Regions from separate parts of the Rattus norvegicus genome. Here region 1 is linked to region 2. Evidence: chromatin contacts called from public Hi-C data. All regions are on one chromosome and are shown on one strand. Each heading gives the region's core, a stretch centred on a gene start, on an enhancer-like site or on the middle of the called end of the contact. The rest is flanking DNA. Distances are from core to core; before and after follow the strand shown. Region 1 overlaps Cpt1a (carnitine palmitoyltransferase 1A). Region 2 holds the start of Mrpl21 (mitochondrial ribosomal protein L21).

What was found. Hi-C and Micro-C count contacts between places; a contact is called where the count stands out from the background.
Region 1: a contact with region 2 is called in a Hi-C map of hepatocytes, with 2.3 times the contacts expected there. The contact joins the enhancer-like site here to the promoter of Mrpl21 in region 2. A contact is called at or near these places in 3 of 12 Hi-C or Micro-C datasets (the Rat2 cell line, hepatocytes and liver).

What each region holds. Positions count from the first base shown.
Region 1 is chr1:210,008,006-210,014,109 of GRCr8, reverse strand. The region is part of intron 1 of Cpt1a (carnitine palmitoyltransferase 1A); the gene reads right to left. Among named protein-coding and RNA genes, the nearest start is that of Cpt1a, 15 kb to the right of the region's middle. Within about 2 kb of position 1,354, at least 6 of the 93 cell types and tissues checked have an H3K27ac peak or open chromatin away from gene starts, as enhancers often do. A contact at or near this core is called in hepatocytes and liver, where this site is marked.
Region 2 is chr1:209,955,397-209,961,176 of GRCr8, reverse strand. Mrpl21 (mitochondrial ribosomal protein L21) reads right to left here and starts at 2,484. Exons shown (of 7, transcript NM_001107567.1): 1 at 2,221-2,484; 2 at 366-423. The coding sequence starts at 2,320. Ighmbp2 (immunoglobulin mu DNA binding protein 2) reads left to right here and starts at 2,607. Exons shown (of 15, transcript NM_031586.2): 1 at 2,607-2,692; 2 at 3,732-3,901; 3 at 5,612-5,780. The coding sequence starts at 2,607.

The sequences.
Region 1 (6,104 bases), core at 105-2,604, 54 kb before region 2:
CTCACAGAACACAAATGTTGTCTTCTTAACATTTAAGCATGGAATCCTTCTCTGGTCAAACACACAGTTGGGGCCATCAGTGTGGAATGAGATGGCCCTAGCAGCCCACCCCATCATTGCTCCCACCAAGGCTTCATTCAGAACAAACGTCACCCTCCAGAACTAAGTAACTTTTCAGGGATCCCCTACCGTGGTGGAATCTGCACACAGCTCAGGCAGTAAGGTGCTTCCCTTGCTGCACAGAACGAAAATCCGAGCTCAATCTACAAAAGCCAGGTATGGTGGGGCACATATGTAATCCCAGCACTGGAGAGGCAAACACAGGAAGATCCCTGGGGCTCACTGGCCAGCCTGTCTCACCAAGGAATCTGCCCAGGCTAACCCTGACTCAAAAAAAAAAAAAAAAGGTGGATTGTGCAAGGAATGACAACCAAGGTTGGCCTCTGACCTACACGAACCCCTCCCACATCCTCCACCACACAATACAAATACACACAGAGGCAATTACACACACACACACACACACACACACACACACACACACACACACACACACACCCCACACTTGCAGATTTCATGGCACCTAGGAGTTGGGTGGGGAAGAGTGGTTAGTTTCTGTGAGAGCCAGGAAAGGTGGGCAGTGACCACACAAAGTTCCATCCTCTGGGCTCTTTTTCTGTACACATCCGAGATCTCCCCCACAGCTCTGAATGTACCCAGCACAGCTGTTTGCTCAACAAGCCAGAGCTCTCATAGCTGCTAAGAAGTCTGGGTGCCCCTGCTTGGCTTCCTGTGATGGGAAGCACTTGCTCCACCCACATACAGCACAATAGACTCCTGCAGGAGATGAAGGCTGCAAGTAGAGACAGGAGGAAGGAGAATGCAGCTGCAGCAACCCAAGCCCACCTCCCCCATCCCATGCCCACTTCTTGTGTAACAGCTTCCTCCAAAGCATTCCATCCTGTAGAGAGGCTCCTGATGCAGACAGGTAAACACCTCCAGGAAGTCCCTGAAACTAAGCAGATCCACTAGGCCTCTTTCTGCCGGAGAAAGCAATAAAAGCTGAGAGTGCCTGTGGGACTAGCCCAACAATAGAGCTGCTAGTAAGACAAGACAAGCTTCAAACATCTCTTCAGACCAACTGCCTTAAAGAAGCAGAAACCAGCCGAGCTAATTGAGAGAGGTTTAGACCAACCAAGGCACCTGGAGAGGACACTCTACAACCCGTGAGCTGCCAGTAGTGTGCAGTGCGCTCCAAAGTTCCCAGCTTTGTGAGCTGTCACCCACACTGGGGGCGGGCCTTGGAGGCAGCTGTCTTTAAACCACTCCTGCTCCTGTAAGGAACCGCCCTCCCCTATATTCCTGTAAATAACCCACCCCCAATCATTGGTTTGCCCAGTTGGACTTAGGTGCCCTGCTGTGGGAGACTGAGCTGGATTGAGGTCATGTTTTGTTACACACGCTACTCTCTGAGATACCTGGCCAGACTCAACTACACCTGCTGGTCGGGTTGCACACTGGCCTTGCCATTCTCTTCCTGCCCAGGAGACCACACCCCACACCTGGCAGAAACTGCTACCTACAGCTCCCTACTTTTCAGGTAGGCGCAGGTGGCCATCCACTGTCCATCCTAGCTTGGTGCCTGGCTCGGTGGCCAAAGCTACTTATGCCTAGGACTCATAAAAATCAAATCAAATTCAGGCAGCCCAGCAAGCGAGGAGGAAGACAGACAGAGACCTGTATCCTGCTATGCCACACAGTGCGGGCAGGGGAAATGCCCATAGAACTGCCCTCTGCCCCATGGCACAGGCAGACCAAAGGCACACAGAGCCCTGCCTATTACCACACGGTGTAACGAGGGAGGAGGAAGACAGAGATCCGCAGACCATGATGCCACCCACAGAACTGCCCTCTGGCACACAGCACAGCAGGGCTGTAAGACACCCATCTGCTGGGGTTGGGGATTTAGCTCAGTGGTAGAGCGCTTGCCTAGGAAGCGCAAGGCCCTGGGTTCGGTCCCCAGCTCCGAAGAAAAGAACCAAAAAAAAAAAAAGACACCCATCTGCTGCCACTTCACACAGAGCAGACTGAGGATGTCACCTAGGGACCAATCAGCTGCATGACTGGCCTGTCACCATAAGAGCCACCACAGTGAGCAAGAACGGGCGGTCAGATGGTAGTGGAAGAAAGTGGAGCAGCTCGAGCATTGTGAAGAGAGATGGAACTGGAGACTCGGGGTGGAGAGGAACAGCCGCTGTGAGTGGTCAGCCCCGCCACCTGGCGCTATGATGAGGTCCCAGCCTGAGCTGCTGCTAAGGGCCAAGTCTGAGTCAATGGCTACCCAGTGGCAGGGGTCGGTGTAGGTGTCCTTGGCTCATATTACCACCAGAGAATGTGGGGAAGACTCTATCTGGGGCAGCCATCAGGGACTATATGACTGTCCAAGGGCTGTGCAGAACTGGCCCTGCCCTCTCACTGGCTGCAGCACTCTAGCAGTCCAGAAAGCTGCCCACAGGGCACAGGAGAGCAGGCCCTGCCCCTCACCTGGACAGTGTGGAGGAGATGACCTTGGTGGTGGGGCACAGGTGAGCTTGTGGAGGTGATGCTTTCCCTCCCTCTTGCCACCTGTGGCAGTCAGGAGAGTAGACTACAGGGTTGTGTGAACAGATGAGCTGGTCCTGCCCCTCGCCTGGGCAGCACAGTAGGGCTGGCCCTGGTCAAGAGGCTGCGGGTGCTCCAACCCTGAGGGCAAGAGCGAGGGAGAGCAGGCTCTGCCACTTGTCTGCTGTGAGGTGGTGGGGGTGCAGGGGTGATGCCTCCCCTTCCCTTTGCCATCTTCTCAGTCAAGAGTTGGTTGGCCCCTAGGACACGAGAGTGGGAGACCTAGCCCTGCCCCTTCACTGGCTATAGTACTCAGAGAGAGGGCCCTGCACCTTGCCTGGGCAACTCAGTGGAGCTGGCCCTGATGGTGGAGCTGGCCCTGATGGCAAAGGTACAGGTTAGCCAGCCCTGAGAGTGCGAGAGCAGAAGAGCTGGCCCTGCCCCCTCACTGGCTGAAGCAGTGGGGAAAGTGGGCCCTGCGCCTTGACTGGGCAGCACAGTGGAGCTGGCACTGGAGGCATGGGTGTGGGTGAACCAGACTGAGGACATAACTGCCTCCTGCTGATGGTGGCATTGGATGGCCTAGTTCAAACAGAACTCATCCTAGTGGTGCAGATAAGGAAGAGTCAGGGTGCTGTCCAGCTCAACTACCACCCAGGCCCAGATCCAGGGCTCTGAATTGACCCACCCCAAATCCATGTCATCGGCGAATCACTGGGATTCATGGAAGAGCCGATTCGCTGACCCAAAGCTGCAGAATCGCCATGACACAAGGCAACAGGATAACCCAGAGGAGTCCCAGTGAGGATCCAATTCTGATGGTGTCACAGAAGCCAGAGACTTCCAACCACACGGATGACTCATTTGTAATGGACATTTGCAAGTGAACACGTGTGGACAGAGCGGTATACTGTGGGACACACTGTGGCACAGTACAGCTTACACTATGAGATTTTTTTTTCTGTGGTGTGTGTGTGTGTGTGCGTGTGTTTTATTTTGGGGAGGAGGTTACAAAGGCTGATCTGAGGGGAGAGGGAAATGAGTGGGACTGGGGTGCACAGTGTGAAACTCACAAAGAATCAATAAAAAGTGAAAATAAATAAATAATTACAAATACAGTCTCAGGCTGGAGAGGTGGCTCAGTTCCCAGCACCCACATCATGTGGCTCTTAGATGTCTGTAACTCTGTCTGCAGGGAGATCGGACATCTCTGGATCAGAGACACCTTCATTCACACGCACACAGTCACACATAGCCAGATAATTTAACATAATAAAACAAATACTTCTTAAAAGGAGAATACAGCATACTATTCTCACAGAGGACCCAAGTTCAGTTCCCAGCACCAACAACTGCCTGAACTCCAACTCCACAGATCCAATGTCTTCTTCTAGGCTCCAAGGCCACTGCATGCACATGATGCACACACAGACACCTCTTCCCTGGAACCCTGGATTTCTCTCATTCTTGTCTGAGCAGCCATGGGCTACGTGTGTGAGTGTACATATTTGTATATGCAAGAATGTGTGTACAGGGCTGGAGAGATGGCTCAGCGGTTAAGAGCACTGTGTGCTCTTCCAGGGGTCCTGAGTTCAAATCCCAGTAACCACATGGTGGCTCACAACCATCTATAATGAGATCTGGTGCCCTCTTCTGGTATTCTTAATCATAATAAATAAATAAATCTTTAAAAAAAAAAAAAAAGAATGTGTGTACAAGTGGGATAAAAGCAAATCTTGCTGTAGCTATCCTTGTATCCCCAACCCAGTTCCCCCAAGACTCTGGAGGGCCCCACTTGCCTCACCTTGGACACCGAAGGAAGTGTGCTCAATCTGTCTGCCCACTAGGAGCCATTCCTCTCCTTTCTCTAGAAATGTATTCCTGTCTCAGAAGCAGCAAGGTCTGGGGACGGGCCTATCCTTGCCTGACCCACCCACTGGTCCCTCCCCATTCTTCTTTGGTGTCCCCCATGCCAATAGAAAGCCAGCTAGCACCTGAGGCTGGATAGTAAGAACCCCACTGCTGACCCCTTCCCAAGAGCCCTTCCTACCATCACACCTTGCCTAGCCTGGGCTCAAGGCTGTGTCCTTGTGTCTATGAAGCTGGAAACCTGATGTACTAGAAGAAAAGTCCTCAGGGCCAACTGGCCCAGCCATTCTGTCTGGCAGGTCAGCTGTGCCTGGATACAGGCCACAGACATTGGGCAGCTGCCTCCTTCCTTCCAAAGGCTGTTGCAAAGAGGGCATGGTGGACCTCCATGGTGGCTGGAGGACTCTGCCACATATCCATGTGGGGTACACTAAAACACTGCTTCCCTAGAACCAGTTCTCATGTCCAGGTCCCCCTCCTACCCACCTCAGACCATCAGTGAGGCCTGGCCTAGCACATTGTCCACTATGACCTCCAGCCCCTGATCTCTGTCTACACTCATAGGAGGTTCTTTGGCTCTCCATACCTGGGAGCTAGCCAGGCCCCTGTCCTTAATCAGATCTCTACAACATGTGCATGTGACCAGATGTTACAAACCCACCTTCCAAGGCCCAAACTACAGAGATTGGACATCAGCCCATCTCTCAAGCTGCGCCCTCTCTACCTGACCTCTCTCCTACTTGGCCTGCCTCAGTGGGGCATGTAGGAGCTACACTTACCTGAACTGATTTCCCTGCCTCTGCTTCATCCACCCCAGCACAGAGCCCACAGAAGGAAGAGGCATGTTAGCCCACCAGTACTTCCTCAGCCTGCACCCTTCTTTGCCTAGGCATAGAACAGGCTTTTCGATGCCCCTCCTGATTTCCCAGCCTCTACTAGTACTCACAGAGATGTCCCAAGTGCCCTGCGAAGCTCTCTGCTTTGTATATGTCCCCAGAGGCTGAGCCATCAGAGCACAAGATGGAGAGAGTGTTAAGTGTCCCTAGACACCAGATCTACACTAGGACCACAGGGAAGTAACAACCCTACAGGGCACGTACCTGGGCCCCAAGAACACACACTGGAAAGGAAGCACATGGATAGAGGGAGAAGGGCTTTGACCTCCCCTCTGCCACTCGCTGTTCTCCCCAAGCTGTTCAGCAAGGACAACTCAGTGTCTAGACCAGACGGGCCTTGAACTTGTGCCTGCTCTCATACTGGGATTGCATTATATATACACCACCACACCTAGCTTTAGCCGTTGGGACTAAAAATCAAAACCAGAGGAAAAGGGTTACATGGGACACACCCTCTAGGGTAAACACTTTGACTGCTCCACCCTCCCCCCCAGAAGCAAGTCTGGCCAGGTACACAGAAAGGCCCCTCTGGGATTGGTTGGATGGAACACAACACAGTTTCTTGCCCTGTGTCCTCACATCGGCTCAGGGCCAAACTGCAGGTGGTTTCTGTGGCAGGAACCTCCACCCTCACCCCAGGTACCAGGAAGACATTCAGCGATACATCCACAATGCCTAAAGTTAAAATCCTTGTTAGGTGTGTGACTAGGTTGTGGTATCTGGTGTCAGAGAGAAGAC
Region 2 (5,780 bases), core at 1,235-3,734:
ACATATATGTAATCTATGCACACACACACATGCATTATTTCTGTTGAGGACAGAATTGTATGTGTGCATGTATGATGTATGTATACATATTTATGCTGAAGGTGGAACTCAAGGTTTCAAGTATGTTGGCCAAACAGGCTATCACTGAGCTGTGTAGAGAAATTTGTTATTTTGTTTTAATAACCAGGTTTTTCTGTGTAGCCCTGGCTGTTCATCTGCCTTTGCCTCTGCCTCCTAAGTGCTGGAGTTAAAGACTTTCCACCAAGTCTGCTATGACACCCAGCCTCAAATGTAGATGTTTTAACTTGAAGGTAACATTTACAGATAAATGGAAAAATCACCAGACCCACATTTTGGTATTTTACCCTTGTGGATATGAAGCACTCTGTGAATTGAACCTTCGAGAAGCAGACCAGAGAGAGGCTGTAAAAACAAGAGAAACATGGTGGGTAGTTACTATGATGATATGCACAGATCTGTTGCTGGTAAATAATTTCACCTACTGTATGACAACCTGCCTCTGAAAAAAGTCCAGGTGAGGACTGGGGATTGCTCCATGGGTAAAGTGCCTGCTATACACATGTGAGAGCCTGAGTTAAGGTCACCAGCATTAAAAATAAAAAGCCGGCACAGCACTGCCCTTCTGTTACCAGACTGGGGAGTAGAGACAGAGATCTTGGGGGCTGGAGAGATGGCTCAGCGGTTAAGAGCACCCGACTACTCTTCCAGAGGTCCTGAGTTCAATTCCCAGCAACCACATGGTGGCTCACAACCATCTGTAAAGAGATCCGATGCTCTCTTCTGGTGTATCTGAAGACAGCTACAGTGTACTTATATATAATAAATGAATAAATCTTTTTTTTAAAAAAAGAGAGAGATCTTGGGAGCTTGTGGATTACCAGTCTAACCAAATAGCCAGCTCCAGGTTCACCGAGAAACTTGTAGAAATCAGGTGGAGAGGGGCTGGAGAGATGGGTTAGTGGTTAAGAGTAACTGCTGTTCTTATAGAGGATAAAGTTTGGTTCCTAGCACCCACATGAAAGGCCAAGAGTTCCTGCAACTCCAGCTCCAGGGATCTGTGATGAACCAGCCTGCTTCCATCTTAAGCCAGAAAGCCATCTTATAGGAAGGAAAAACTAGGTTCATTCCTGTTTATGATTAAATCTGTTTCTCAAGGATTGGGTTATGCCCCACCTTAACTACAAATGGCTTTACACTGCCTGTTCCAGAAAACAGCAACCATACCCTTGTTTCAAAGTTATTATGACTACCTGTTGTTATGACCACCTTGCAAGGGCACCTTTGCTTCAGAAGGTTATTATAACCAATTTGTTACGCTATGTTCTGCTTCTGTAACCCCACCCCTCACTTGGAAACCTTCTACTCCTGAACTATAGAAACCTTATTTCATCCATGTCCAATGCTGACCTCCTGAACCCTGCCTTAGGCAGAGGAAGCCTGTGTACCCGAGTGAAAAAGCATGCTTTAATTAATTTGGCCATGATGATTTGAGTTGGTGGTCTTTCTCCTGGCATCTATGGATTAACATCTGAACTCCTCTTCTGGACTCCAAAAGCACCTTCACTCAAGTGCACAGAAAAGACACGCCCCTACCGCCACACAAACAAACATCCCAATAAATCTTTTTTAAAAAGGAAACGAAAAGGTATTAGACAATAGTGGCCACCTGACATCATCTGCTCTCCACACCAGCATGTGCACCCACCTACAAACGTACATACACATAATACATACACAAACCAAAAGGTCTGGGTCAAGAGTACACTGCTTAGTTACTAGTTATGTTTCAAGATAGTTCATTCCATGGTCTAAGGTCCTAACATTAAAATCACTCACTCCTTTTTTCAACATCATTTTTTTTCTGATCCGAGGGTGGCTAGCAGCCCGAGGACAATGGTCCACATTCAGGCTCTACTTAGCAGCTTCTAAGTTGCATCTCTACGTATGTATGACCCTGGGTAGGTCACTTCTCTAGGCCCATTTGTGTGTCTTTATTATGGGACCTAAACATAAGTTTAAGAGCACTTGTCAGTATTAACCAATGAACTGAAGGAACCACGTTCTCATACTCCAAACCCAGTGCAATATTCACGACGCTCGCAACCAACACACCAGGTACCAAGGCGAACTCAGACACACATGCGGCAGTCGGCAGAAGCACCGCTAGTTTCCTCCCACACCAGGCCTCCCTGGTCTCACCAGGTCCGGGTCCCTGGGATGCCAAGATGCTACGCCTACACACAGACACCAGCCGCCCGAAAAAGCCCGGCAATACGGAGGCCGCTATGGCAGCCGCCATTTTTCCACAGTAGCAACCGGAACCGGAAGCGGCGCGAACTTTGTGCGTCAACGCACAAGCCCAGTAGGGAACACCTGGAGGAGGGAAACAGGGATCCTACTGCAGATCTGCTTCAAGTCACTGGCTTGGCAGAGAGTACAGGAAACGGGCCGGTCGGAAATCAGTACCCTGGCTGGCAGCGCAGGTCCTTTGCGGACTATGGTCCGGTGGGGAACGCGGTCCGACAGGAACACGGGTCCCAATGGCCGAGCAGGAAGCATCAGTCAGGGGCTGCACCACGGAGCAGATGGACTCGTCCACCGTGGAGAGTTTTGTGGCCCAGCAGCTACAGCTGTTGGAGCTAGAGCGGGACGCCGAGGTGGAGGAGCGCAGGTAGGTTTGGCCGCGGGTCCCAGGGTCTCTGTAGCTCTCCTTAGTCACCGCCTGGAGCCGGCTAGTATTCGCTGGGTCAATGGGCAGCACACGGAGTCGGCCCTTGGAGAAGACTGCAAGACCGCATAGCGTCGTCACTTCGGGGCGTCGAGGCAAAAGGATTGGGAGTTCAAGGTCATCTTTGCCTACGTAGTCAGTTTGAAGTCAACCCGGGCTATAGGAGATCCTGAAGTGAAACCCACCCCACTCGTGTGTGTGTGTGTGTGTGTGTGTGTGTGTGTGTGTGTGTGTGTCTGTCTGTCTGTCTGTCTGTCTGTCTGTCTGTCTGAACAGCCTCCTAAAGGAAAGTCAATGAAGCCTGTGTTATGTATGGTGGCTGAACATTTCTGAAGAGCCATCGTCTTTCAGGGGAATATCTACAGCCTGCAACAGACAGAGCCACCACTTCTGTATCCCACAGTGCAATCCCTGGGATGTATTTCCCTAAGGATAGACAAAGGCTGGTGAAGTAACTGGCCCAGGGTAACCCATGTGGAGGCAGGACTTGAAGCCAGTCTGTATGATTACACCTGCAACCATTGATTAGTTGAGAGTCTGTCAGTCATGATAAGTGAGAGTTTTTGCTGCTTGGGCTGTGTGACTATGAGATTATGCACTAAAATTTCCTATACTCTCTGTGAAGGCATGTGATTCCCACACCACATGCTTGCTGTGAGAGTGAAGGGATCTGCTTCAAGTCAGACTAGGGCCTTGAACCACAGTTAGAGTGTTGGTGGTAAGAAGTAGAGAGGGAGTCAGGTGTAATGGGAGGGCCCCCAAAAGACTTGATGACAGATGGCAAAGAGACACGATAAGACTCAGTTGGCTGACCTGGAGCAAGTTAGGCAGTACCTGTCCTGGGAGCTGTGGGAGAGGTTGGACTGGAGCAGAGCAGATCCGGAGTTCCTCTGGGGCATGCATACCTGATGCCTGTAAGCAGAACTCCTTTCCCGCCTGTGCAGGCACAAGCAGTGAAGCCACTATCCTTGGTGTCTTCTAGGTCCTGGCAGGAACACAGTTCTCTGAAAGAGCTTCAGAGCCGAGGGGTGTGTTTGCTGAAGCTTCAGGTATCGGGCCAGCGCACTGGGTTGTATGGACAGCGGCTGGTCACCTTTGAGCCCAGGAAGTTTGGGCCTGCAGTGGTGCTTCCCAGCAACAGCTTCACCTCTGGTAGGTGTTCGGTATAGTTTTGTATTGACCATTGCTGGTGGTCAGATGAGGGCTTGTGCTCTCTCAAGGGCTGAAGGACTGACCCAGATGGTCTGAGGCTCTGCAGTAAAAACCTTCTATGTACAAATCTGATGGTCAGCATGGCCTGTTTTGTTGTTGTTTTGAGTCAGGGTCTGAAATTTCCTGTGTTGGCAGACGATGACTTGGAGCCTTGAATTCCTAATCTTCCTGTCACTACCTTCCAGGTGCTGGGATTATAGGTCTACACCAGCATACCTGACTTTTTGTTGGTTTTTGGAGACAGGAATGTGACTAATTGTATAGCTCTGGTCCATCTGGAACTTTTTTTTTTTAAGATATATTTTACACACACACACACACACACACACACACACACACACACACACACACACAGTAGCTGTCTTTAGACACACCAGAAGAGGGCATCAGATCTTGTTACAGATGAGCCACCATGTCATTGCTAGGATTTGAACTCAGAACTTCTGGAAGAGCAGTCAGTGCTCTTAACCACTGAGCCATCTCTCCAGCCCCATCTGGAACTTCCTATGTAGACCAGGCTGCACTAGAAGTTGCAGTGAGCTTTCTGTCTCTGCCTGTTGAGTTCTGGGATGGCAAGTATGCACTACCACATCTGGCTGCTTTTCTTTTTTTTTTTTTTTTTTTTGGTTCTTTTTTTCGGAGCTGGGGACCGAACCCAGGGCCTTGCGCTTCCTAGGTAAGCGCTCTACCACTGAGCTAAATCCCCAGCCCTACATCTGGCTGCTAATACACTGCTTTTTGGTTGCCCGGTTTGGCAGCTTTCTCCTTGCAGTGCCTGGGATAGAGCCCAAGGCCTCTGGCATGCTGAGCAAGCACTCTGGCCATTGCACTGCACTCTGGGGCTTTTTGACCACACACAAGGTATATAAGTTGGCCTCAGCCCTGAACACTGCGAGCCAGCAGTACTGCCTGTGGCAGTCTGTTTTGAGTGGCAGCTTTTGATTACGTTGACATCATAGACCCTTGTCCCACCAGTTTTCAGTTTTCAGACGAGGGGAGTGGGATAAGAGAAGCTGCTGGCGGGTGTCAGACCAAGGAGAACTTGATGTCTTAACCTTATTAAAGGAGCTACGTTCGGTCTGCACCCTGGGCAAATGGGAGCCAGAGGGCCTGCGGCTGTCAGGTGTGAGGGAGCAGGATGGAGGATGCACAGTGTCTTCTCCGAACTCGTGTGGAGTGACTGCAGTGTGAGAATGACGGGTGCTGGTGGAAACAGGAACCTGGCCTGACCAAATCAAGACTGAAGGACAGTCTCAAGGCTCAGTCGTCACTCAGAAGTAGCCTTCTTGAGATGAGGGAGCCTTCACAGAGTGGATTGTGGGGACCCTGACACGCAGCTCAGCTTCTGCCCCAGGAGCATTCCTGTCCTATCCTTTTGTTTTTCTTGAGTCGGGGAGATTCAAGGCACAGGTGAAACTCATACCGTACATATGAGTTAGCTTCAGGGAGAAAACGTGCTTGTCACCAGGCTTGATTGACAACCTGAATACAGTACCCAGGATCCACATGGAGGGAACAGTTGCCACAAGTTGTCTTCTGACCCATACATGTGCACCATAACACACAGATTAAATAAATGGACGCATGATAATTTGAAATATACTGGAAATGATCACATACCATAATAGTTAGCTGGGTTCGTTTTTACAGGTGATATCGTGGGTCTGTATGATACTAATGAAAGCAGCCAACTGGCCACTGGGGTCCTGACCCGCATCACCCAAAAATCGGTCATAGTGGCCTTTGATGAGTCCCATGATTTCCAGTTGAACCTGGACCGAGAAAATACCTACAGACTGCTGAAGCTTGCCAATGACGT